Regions from separate parts of the Rattus norvegicus genome. Here region 1 is linked to region 2. A link is a contact called in public Hi-C data. All regions are on one chromosome and are shown on one strand. Each heading gives the region's core, a stretch centred on a gene start, on an enhancer-like site or on the middle of the called end of the contact. The rest is flanking DNA. Distances are from core to core; before and after follow the strand shown. Region 1 holds the start of Crp (C-reactive protein). Region 2 has its middle 20 kb from the start of Dusp23.

The links. A called contact is a pair of places that touch in the nucleus more often than the background predicts.
Region 1: a contact with region 2 is called in a Hi-C map of liver, with 10 times the contacts expected there. The contact joins the promoter of Crp here to the enhancer-like site in region 2. A contact is called at or near these places in 4 of 12 Hi-C or Micro-C datasets (hepatocytes, kidney and liver).

Annotation. Positions count from the first base shown.
Region 1 is chr13:87,691,973-87,697,795 of GRCr8, forward strand. Crp (C-reactive protein) reads left to right here and starts at 2,090. Exons shown (of 2, transcript NM_017096.4): 1 at 2,090-2,265; 2 at 2,484-4,006. The coding sequence starts at 2,202. The coding sequence ends at 3,112.
Region 2 is chr13:87,649,782-87,655,503 of GRCr8, forward strand. No RefSeq gene overlaps it. Among named protein-coding and RNA genes, the nearest start is that of Dusp23, 20 kb to the left of the region's middle. Within about 2 kb of position 1,755, at least 4 of the 93 cell types and tissues checked have an H3K27ac peak or open chromatin away from gene starts, as enhancers often do. A contact at or near this core is called in hepatocytes and liver, where this site is marked.

The DNA.
Region 1 (5,823 bases), core at 840-3,339, 43 kb after region 2:
GGCCAGTATGAAACCATGGTCTTTGGTTCAAGGATTGCTACAAAGGTGTTTCTATTTTCTTAAGCTCTTCGAGATGTGTAAATATCACAAACCAACTGCAATATGTAAATTAAGACAAAGGGATTTGTGAATAACCTACTTTTGAAGATCAGAGTTCAGTAAGGGCACTTGTAACAGATAAGTTCAGAGACTCGATGTGATTGTTTCTCATAATTGGGAGTCAAAATTGGAGTGGAGGGGCCAGAAATCACTTCTTAAGGCCTTTACATTTGTTCATTTTAAAAACAACGTTTAAAAATTCTAGAAAGAGTTAAGAACTGTGCCGAATGTCAGGTGTTGTATAAGATTAAAAAAAAAACCCAGAAAAAAAATCGGTTATTGGGAGAGAGGGAGAGAGAGAAAGAGAGAGAGTGTTGTTGTTTTCTTCTTCAGTGATTGATGTCAGAACCAGAAATCCTTGAGTTAAGGAGGGAGATTGGAACAATGGAGGTCTTGGTTACAAATAACCTTTCTATCTTCCTTCTTTTTCCCTTTGTCTTTCTCTTCTTTCTCTAAAATGCAATGTTTATTATAGTTTTGGCGTTTGGGGAAATGATAGAATGAAGGTGAAATTAATGATGCGTAAAGCAGAAAGAAACACTTGGTGGCAACATTCATTGGGTGTTGGGCCATCTGGGCCTGTTACAAAGGTGCAAGTTTGACCTTAGATGCATTGTGCAACTGTTTATTTCTTATGAGGAGTCAGAAAAGCAGGTAGATTTTATGATGGAAAGATACAGAGTGGTAGCAACCAAGCTTCAATATGAGAATGACCAATTTTCAGCGACTTAACAAAATATAAGTTTGCATATTCTTCAAGAAAATATTTGGGTAGATGATATTTAAGGGTTGAAACAATGGCTCTATGATAACATTTACTGGTGCAACCTATTTTTTTTTTCTTTTTTTTCGGAGCTGGGGACCGAACCCAGGGCCTTGCGCTTGCTAGGCAAGCGCTCTACCACTGAGCTAAATCCCCAACCCCCGGTTCAACCTATTAAGTTGCTGTGCCAGCCTCTACTTGCAGCTTGTTATGGGGAAGATGGGGAAGGTGATTGCTCTCTCTCTCTCTCTCTCATCAGCCCCCACCAGAAGGCAAGAAAGGAATGAAAGGGAAGTCATGAATCTTTACTGTAAAGGTGCAGCCTAGAGAGTGTCTCTTTTCTGACCTGTAGCTGAGGCTGAGAAATCTAGTAGTCTTGGGTAGGATGAGAATGCATCCATCTTAAAACGGAATTACTGAATGAATGGCTCTCTGCTTCAGGGGATACAGTATTTTTCCCTCTAATTTCTCAATTAGAGGGTGACTCATAAATGGAATGAAAGAATGAATGAGATTGTGAGGGATTCAGGAACAAGGTGAAGGAGCACGGTATTCAACTAGAAGACTCAGGTAAGCAGAAAACTGCTTAACTGTTAGGCAGTGTGGAGGGACCACTTAGATTCTGGACAAAAGAAGCAAATGTTAACCATTCTGAATTCTCCCTGATGCTTCCACATTAAAAAAAAGAAAAAATAAAAACCAAATCAACAAACAAACAAAAACCCAGTCCGTTTCACGAGATTGAGCCATAGTACATTTGGGATAGGACAGGTGTTCTCTTCAGTCAAAGGTCTCTGATAAGTCTGTGCAGTTGGCCAGGGAAAGTTTGTTCTTGGTTCTGGGAATGGAATACTTGTTTTCTTCATTTCCCAGTATGGGAAGGAGCAGCTTCCAGAAGAGGTTAGCAGACCCTGGGGATTCAACCATCGCATGCACACTCATGAGCGCTCATCTATTAAGCTAAAATTTCCCATTATTTTCTCAATATAGATAGGCAAAATGGAGCCTTGGGAAGGTTTCTCATTTTTCCTGTCACACAGAAACTGGTGATTCAGGGGTCACAGGAGTTTGCAATAAATAACCCACATCGATTTCTCTGTTCTAGAATGTTTTTTTTTTTTTTTTTTTTTTTTTGCTTCCCTTCCTCCCAGTGGTCTGATGTTTACCCCAAGAGGCAGTGTTAGGAAATCATTTACAAAGTGGTTCAGCCTCTCCATCTGCTACAGTTATAAATCTAAGGATGGGCTGTGCCTGAGGCAGGGGATCCAGGACTTCTTGCCCTTGATCTTTCAGACAGAGCTCTGTCCTCTTAGTCCGGATCCCAGCAGAGTCGACAGCCATGGAGAAGCTACTATGGTGTCTTCTGATCACGATAAGCTTCTCTCAGGCTTTTGGTCATGAAGGTAGGAGCTATTATAAAGTTTTTTTTTTCCCTAGGGGAGGACGATGGGAGCCTAATATTTTACATGAGGAATTCAAGGATCAGGATCAGGTATAGCTGTGTTCCATAAGGAACCTGGGAGAGGGTCAGATGTCTCTTGATCCCAAACCCTACTTGTAAGGGAGGATACGTCTTCATTATCTGAGAAACTACTCACTTTGTTGGTTTTCTGTCTCACAGACATGTCTAAACAGGCCTTCGTATTTCCCGGAGTGTCAGCTACTGCCTATGTGTCCCTGGAAGCAGAGTCAAAGAAGCCACTGGAAGCCTTCACTGTGTGTCTCTATGCCCACGCTGATGTGAGCCGAAGCTTCAGCATCTTCTCTTACGCTACCAAGACGAGCTTTAACGAGATTCTTCTGTTTTGGACTAGGGGTCAAGGGTTTAGTATTGCAGTAGGTGGGCCTGAAATACTGTTCAGTGCTTCAGAAATTCCTGAGGTACCAACACACATCTGTGCCACCTGGGAGTCTGCTACAGGAATTGTAGAGCTTTGGCTTGACGGGAAACCCAGGGTGCGGAAAAGTCTGCAGAAGGGCTACATTGTGGGGACAAATGCAAGCATCATCTTGGGGCAGGAGCAGGACTCGTATGGCGGTGGCTTTGACGCGAATCAGTCTTTGGTGGGAGACATTGGAGATGTGAACATGTGGGACTTTGTGCTATCTCCAGAACAGATCAATGCAGTCTATGTTGGTAGGGTATTCAGCCCCAATGTTTTGAACTGGCGGGCACTGAAGTATGAAACACACGGTGATGTGTTTATCAAGCCGCAGCTGTGGCCCTTGACTGACTGTTGTGAGTCCTGAGGCACCTCCTGGGATTACATTCTCTCCCTTGTCCCTCCTTATGAACCTTTTAACCCCAGCAGATGTTGTAGATCTGTTTTGTGAATATGGCCTTTCACTTCTCTGCTCTGTGGTCCTCAGCACTAGAGCATGGAATTTAAATGTAAGGCTTCCAGCATGTGCATCCCACTACTCTTTATCAAAGAGAACCTGACTTACCCACGGTGTGTGTATGTGTATTTAATTAAAAAATTTTTAGACATAATCCTTCTCCCTCACACAGATGAGAAACCAGATGCACAGAAAGGAGAATAATTTTTTATTGTTTTTGTTTCAGAATGTCATATTGAATGGTGTACTTATATCCTTTCTATCCCTCCCTCTTCAAATCCTCTACTATCCCCCCCAATTCTCCCTCGAATTCATGATGTCTTATAATTAGCCTTATATGCACATACACATCTATCTATCTATCTATCTATCTATCTATCTATCTATCTATCCATCCATCCATCCATCCATCCATCCATCCATCCATCTATCTATCTATCTATCTATCTATCTATCTATCATCTATCAGTAATCCATCTTACTGATTACATTTAGTGTTTCTTGTATTTTGTTGAACACTTGAGACTGGATAATCTATCAGGAGGTCTATCCCTGAAGAAAACGGATTGTCCTTTTCTCAGCAGCTGATTACCTCTAGCTCTTCATATATGGGTGTGGCTTTGTGAAATGTTTCTGTCCATGTTGCATGTCAACTGGAATCATTGTGCAAGTCTTTTTTTGGGCAACCCAGAGTGATGGAGCACTGACTACACTGTGCTCAGAATCAGTTCTTTTCTGGAATAAAACCTGTACTTGAACTTTCCAGATTCATGAATCAATAAAGTTACCTTTGGCTTGAACAAATTTGAGCAGTTTCATGACTAACTTTATTATTGACCCTCTGAAATCAAGACTCTAACTTCAGGCTGACTGGCACTGTCTTGCCGAAGCATATCCCAGCCACCCTACCCTCTGCTGCTGGAATCTTTTGTGATGAGTCTCTCTGAGGTGGACAGCCCTACTTTGGAGATAGCTGGTCATTCACGGGGTTCAGGTGTGGGCTTCTGATACTCTCCCTTTTAGAATTCCAGTTTGAGAACAAAATTCTAAAGACCTTTGAGAGTCATGTATCTGGAGTCAAGTCCAGTGATGGAAAGCATTTGTTTCAGTCTGTTTGGCTGCTTTATAGAAACAGACCCCTCAATGTTTCTGGCTTTTCCCAGAGGCATCCTTTATCATGGTTTTTCTGGACTGGGTAAACAATAAAGTCATTCCATAAGGTTTTATTGAGGGTTGGAGAAGGGGCTCCTTCAATCATTATTTTAGGGAAGGCATAGGCTAGAATGGTTAAATTTAAAGGTTCTAGAATCAGGTTGATGTCCTGGTTTTATATCTTACAATTATGTGACCTCTTTGAACTCAGTTTTCTTACCTCTAAGTAAAGAGAAATAATTTCACTCATTTAAAGGTCATTGTAAGAGGTGGATATGATTACATAAACAGTAAGCTCTTGTAAGAATCACCCTCCGTTACTATTAGTTGATTTTATACTACATGCCTAAATGTTACACACCCTGAAAATAGTGCTGTTGGAGTTTTGTCTAGGTTGGCAGCATGTGTGTTTCTGATTTGCTAAGAATTCAGTTCAGATCATTAGGTGGACGAACAGAGTGTCTTTGAAGAAATTATTTATGAATATCGATTTCCCTAATTGACCTTTGATAACCATTTAGAATCACAAGAGTTAGGGAAATATATTCTTAGGCAAAAATGCAAGTGAAGATAATTCTCCATTGTCCAATTAGGGCAGATCCATATACCCTGACACTCAGCTAAGTGGGAGAGAGGGGTGATGCTCTTTTCAAGTTAACGAATCTAACCAGGAGATATGTCTTAATTATAGAAGGCCGTCCCAATTCCTCAGGGATGTGGGATGAGCTAATATGTTCTTCAGAATTCAATTATGGGTACCTTGTACACACAGTCTAGTGGAGAGCCTCTGGCCTGATAATTTTATCCAGGGAATTTTTAACAGGTAGTATTTGCATTCGGCGTGGATTAAAAAAATCTTAATAAATACTTCTATAGTGCTTAAACTTAAGCAATTTACCTCTCTAGCAGATACCTTGATGTAATATTCTTAGAAAATGTATTCCTAGGTACCTGGTGAATTGTCCTAATATATGAAGTTGTTAGATGTAATCTAATAAAACCATGTCTGCTGAGAATGATTTTGATTTGGGAATGTTGGTGCTGGTATTTTTTATTTTTTATTTTTTTGTAAGTAGGTAATACCAACCTTCTATGTTGGTCACTCTAAGTGGTATTGGCAATGCTGTGTCATTGCACTGGGCTTTTCAGGGATCATGCATCAAACTTATCCCGGAACCTTAAAGAGCAAGTTAGAAACACAGGGAGCCCCTGCTCTACTTAAACCTTGATATTAAAACTAGGCAGTGGCTAGGAAGATGGCTCAGTTGGTAAAGCACTTGTCTTGCAAGCTCGAGGACCTGAGTTTAGTACCGAGAGCCTACACAAAGTTGCCTGGCATGGTGGTCCATGTTTGTAATCCCAACACTGGGGAGGTAGGAAGAAGAGAACCAAGGAGGCTAAATGGCTAGTCAATCTGACCTAAGTTGGCGAACCAGATTAATGGAAGACTGTTTCAAAATATGTAGATG
Region 2 (5,722 bases), core at 505-3,004:
TTGGTTGTTTTGTTTCTAGCAAGTAGCATGTGACAGAGGTGATGGAATGGCTTGGGAGGTTAACTCAGAAAGGTCGATGAAGCTTCCCTGACACCCACCCTCTCAAGCTAAGCACCCTTATGAGGATTCTGGCTCTTCTGAGGCTATCACGGCGACACAGTTATTTGGAGAGGTTACTCAGCGGTATTGGGGGTGGGAGGTCTCCCTGTTGTAGCCTCTGGCTGTTTGAGCTTTTTCAAGTCAAGCTTCAAGTTATATTAGGCATAGACATTGTCCAATTGAGGCTTCCCAACAGACCCCGAGAGCGAACTGCTTAGCCGAGTCCAGTGAGGTGACCTAACATACTTGGTATTATTATATGCCACCATTTTGAGGCTATTGTGAAGTGACAGCCAGATCCCGTGTGAAAGAACTGTTCAGGACACGGATCTATGAAGCCCAGGAACGTTCATCTCTGTTTGGTGTGTGGTTTTTATTTTCTGAGAAAAGGTCTTGCTGTGTAGTCTTGGCTGTCCTAGTACTCTCTATACAGTCCCAACTGGCCTTGAACTGGAAACAATTCTACTTCAGTCTCCTGAGTGCTGGTTTTCTTGGCCTGAGCTACCACCCTAGGTTCCTTGGATAGCTTTGAGGGTCAAGTGCATCACATCAACTTACGTTGGATATCAGGAAGTGCTGATCACCTCACGCTGTTTTAGAAAACGAATTAAAAGTTTCATTTTTGTGATGGCCTTGCCATCTTTCCTAGGTTAGTCTGGGAGTCCTGCTCTGGTGCCCTTCCCTAGCCTCCTTAATGCTGATGTTACAGATGTGAGCTACCACACACAGTGTCCTTTTGTGTTAATACCTTTTCTGTGTAGCTGTTTGCAAGCTCAGAGCTGAATTAACCAGTCAGTTTTGTAAGAAAATAAGATGAAAAAAAATCACCTATGTGGTTCCTCTGTCTTATCTTATTCTTCCTTTGGCATTCTTTAAAAACAGAAGCCTCACCTCAGTGGGTAAGTGTTAAGCCACTTCGGAGGATGAGGACCTGTCGTGTGTGTGTGTGTGTGTGTGTGTGTGTGTGTGTGTGTGTGTGCCTTTATTAAGCCAGTATGTGGTGTGAGGTCATCTAGTGGGGCTGACTATGGAGCTGGGAGGCTCACCAGTGGCCTTTTCCATAAGAGGAGAGCTTCAAAGCAACTTTCCAGGTGAACAGAGGTAAGGAGCAGCAAGATCTCAGGCCTGGTGAAGTTCATGCCCATGCCTTCAGCTCACTGCGGTCCTCCAGTAGGGGGCAGCCCTGAGCCTAGTCATTTGGGGATGGGATGGAAGTGGAAAGGCTGACAAGGTTCAGCTGAGGGCTGGACCTTTCAGATTATTAGTGGTGTCATAGAAGGAGTGTTTAAGCATTGGGCAATGCATATCCTAAAGCGGGTACATATTAAGCTTTGTGATTTTCTTCCCTGACAATAGAGATGGTTTACTGCTGGGAGAATCCTGTAGGCTTTGGGTGATACGTCAGTGGTACGTGGCTCACATAGAGTACAATAAAGTGAGCTTACACCGTGCAGACACTCGGAAAGAAGGCGAGGTGAGGGGAGGAGTTCTGAGTAGCAGTGAATTCAATCCTGGGAATTTTCGGCACCATGGCATTTGGTGGGGAAGATATTTTGGGCAGTGGGGATTGCGGTGTGTCTCCAGTTACACCATTTGAGTAGTTGCTTACTCTTCTGTTTGTGGGTCCAGGCTTGTCTGTCTGGGGGCATGTGATCTGCAGGTGTGGATAGGAAGGTCAGAGGGGGGAGGGGATTGAGCAAGAGGCTGACGTGGGTGGGAGGGAGAGAGGGACGAAAGCTTTCACAGGGCTGACTGCTCAGGAAACTTAACACCTGGAAGTCCATCCTAAAGTAACTGTTCAAAACCTTTCATTAATAAATAGCTTTTCACCTTTGGTACGCAGGAGAAAATTCTGGAAGGGGGTTCGTAACACTGCACCAGCACTGTAGCCAGGCATGTCAGGACACATCTGAGGAACTCACAGGCACGCTCAGCTTCTTTTAGCCTTTTCCTACAGCTTCCTTACAACCACAGAAAGCTGCTGTACTGAGGAAAAGCCCCACAACGCTTTGGGGTAGAGGTATGCCGCAGCCGGCCCACGGTTCTTTCCAGCAACTGATGGATTTGTTACCATTAGTATAAGGTAGCTCTCCAGAAATTCTGCAATTGCCTCTCGAAATAGGGAAACCTCAGGTCATGTGGGTAGGGTATTGCTAATGGGGGTGAAAACTTTTCCGGACCATTAAAACCAGTTCCTGTCACTTGCCTCTAAGTAAAAGTTTAAACAAACCTCTGTTCTGTGTTAGGAAAACCAGAATCAATACCCGATTATAGCAAAGTTCAATGTCATTCTACCTGATTCCACGGAACTCACAAAATCCACAAGGGGCGGGAGCTGAGATTGATGACTCTCAAGTGTTCAACTCAGAATCCAACTTCTTGGGCTGTTATCCATAGGCTTCCAATGACATTAATCACCAATAATCATGGTTGCTGTATTAACATTGCACAGCGCCGTACAGCTCTTAAATCATTTTCCATATACATATCATTTAATCTTTATTAAAAACCCCACAAAGTGATTATTACTCTTGTACTTTTCCAGAGGAGAAAACCGAGGCTTAGGATAACGTAAGCACATTATCCCAGATCTCAGGGGGAGTGGGTGTCAGTGGTGCGCTTGTATCAGGTCTTACTGATCTCAGTCCATTTCTGCCATTGGGGCAGAGTCCAGAGATCAGAGTCAGGATTGGGGGTGAGAGGCAGAGCATGGACTACTACACGAGGCAACATCTGGTCATCTCGGAAGGGGCTGTCCTCAGAGAAGGACAATCTTTCTCTAGCAGCAAGGTAATCAGACAGCCACCAGAGACCTTTATATCTGGAATTAGGTTCGACACCTTCGACTTTCAGATGAGGGGGCAAAGATACAGAAGTTTGCTGTCTTTCAGATTCACGAAGCTGCCCGGAGATTAGGCTGGGATTGTTGCCCAATTTTCTGCCCTTAAAATGGAATTTCGGCCACTCTACCTGGGCGCTTTTCTAGCTGTGCAGTCTGTTCTTTCGACGAGGAAGCAATGTGTTTACAGTGGAGGATGATGGGGCACGCCTTAGATAGGCGAGCTAATAATAACATTTGCTCTGATTCATCAAACACCTGTGAAACACTGCATCAGATACTCTGCGGGCATGCTCTGCAATTTTCACTGGAACTTGCAAAATCTGTATTATTATTGCGTAAAGAGATGGGGACCAGGGATGAAGAGGGACTAGCCAAGTGACACTGAGTTCGAGATTTTTTCCATTGTACAGGGTAACCTCTGCAATAATTTCTCCCTTGCCCTAGAAAAACTGAAATATCTGAGTTCTTTTTTTTTACACAGTCAAGTATCTGTTTTAGAAATCATTAAAATTCAAATCGTCTGTGTTTATTCCTAGAACTATATCTGATTAAAAAGGGAGATAAGGGAGATGATTCAGTTATTGCCTTTAAACAGAGACCTTAGAAGTCTTGATTAATAAGTATATATTTTAATTGTGAAGAAAAACCAACAGTTTTTTCTTTTAAAAAAGAACTACAAATTAAAGCCATATGTTTAAATAATTAAAAAAAAAAAACAATTAGTTTTTTCAACCTCTGTTCTTCTGGAGTGCCAGGGCTGACAGAACTGTGGCTGCTCTTTCGAATTAAACAGTCCTTCCATTCCAATAACATTTGTAGGAGAGGCAGAGTGTTCACCATTTTTATATTGCAGTTGCTCTAATATATTTGTGTATAGCTAAGAAACACACACACACACACACACACACACACACACACACACACACTTACATACACCCAGATAGTCACACACACAGATGTATACATACAAAAACACACACATACATACAGAAACACACACAGACAGACACACATGTACACACACACACAAATACACACAGATATGCACACACACAAATACACACAGACATGCACACACAGACATGCACATACACATACAGAAACACACACAAAAACAACAAAGTTGGTCGGTTCCCACCCCTCCCCCTCCACAGATTCTTAGACTCTTTTCCTGGCAGCTGTGCCCTGCCCTGAGATGATATGGCTAGCTTCCAGTTCTGGCCTCTGTTAGGCAATGTATGTAAGTAGCTTGGCATAGATCTCCTTCTACCTGGACAGCCTGGAATGGGCATGTGTAATCTGTTCTCAGAGAAGTGAAGCGAGAGTCTCTCCCAAAGTAGCAAGTGCTTTGGTTCTAAGGCGTTCATCATGGTGCCTTGTCCCTCAGTGTTTGGACTCAGTTGCTGGGATGTTGACTATCAACGGTCTCTGGTCCTTGTGGGCTTTTTGCTTCCTGACTACTGGCTTGGTTCTTAACCCACAAACTCTATCTTCATTCCTGACTGCTCAGTGGGCTTCTGAGCCTACCAGGCTTTATTCACTTTCAGTCTCTACCTGTAATTCTTAGCCTAGACCTGTTGTGTTTTTCTGCCTGGCTTCCCATGTTGCTCTGGTTGCCTCATCAGCATCATCTCTGATCCAACAGCAGGGGGGGGGATGGGGGTGGGGTTCAGTTGTATTGAGCAGTCAGGTGGACAATAGGAGTTTTGGAGACAGCCTTATATGGTCATCTGGCATCTGGCAGAATGCTCATGGATTTTCTGATCATGAAGTTAATTTTATAAGTAATAATTCAAAGTCGCTTCTACAGAAGTGTTTTATAATCAAGGAAGATAATTCTTTCCTGTTGTTGAGTTAGTTATGCCTTTATAAATTACAATAGTACTACAAAAACTCCATTGAGCTCCTACAGTGTCCTGAAATTGGGGTCATTCTACCTTTCCGAAGAATACCTGCCCTATTCTTGAGATCAAGAATATTTGATATAGCGTTTATGGGTGATAATTTCTTATGCTTCTTCTTTATACTAAAACTGAACAGAAGTCAGTTTCCTGCAGAGTCTACACTTGGGTAGTAATTTCACCAGTATGAACTCATAACTCATCTCAATAGGATATTATGAAAGGAACGTTATTTTTTCCCACACTCAGCTAATTCACCCAAATCAAGACCCTCAGTTGGAAAGGCAAATTCAGTATCTGATAACCAGTGAAACTGGCACTGTGTTCTGCACGTATGTTGAGAACATCCGATTCTGGGTGAATCTTGGCCAGCAAGCTCAAGATTAATTTCTTATCATTCCTCCAAGACATATTGTTCTATTTGCAAAGTAAGATATGGTGGGCTCTAAAGAAATAGTTTCTTCAGACCATGGCTTTTATGAATTCCCAATGAGCACTCAGGAGGCACAGGCACAGGTAGATGAATCTCTGAGTCTGAGGATAGCCTGATCTACTTACTTCCTGATTTCTAGGCTAGCCAGGGCTACAAAGTAAGGCCCCGTTTTGAAAAAAACAAAAAAAAAAACAAAAAAAACCTTTACATTAAATTTATTTGTGGAGTTATAATTGATCATGGGAGATAATTAATGAGCCAGATGCCGTGCTGTTGACACCATTTCTAACCCTAATTAGAGCAGTTTCGACTGGCCTCCTGAAGTAGTTGTTTCCTACAGTACCATACTTGGCATCACAATGTTACACTCCATAGCACATCTCTAGCTGCTTCCTGAGCTGCAGGGTTTCATGGGCTTAGGGACACTGATCTCAGAAAGGATTTGGG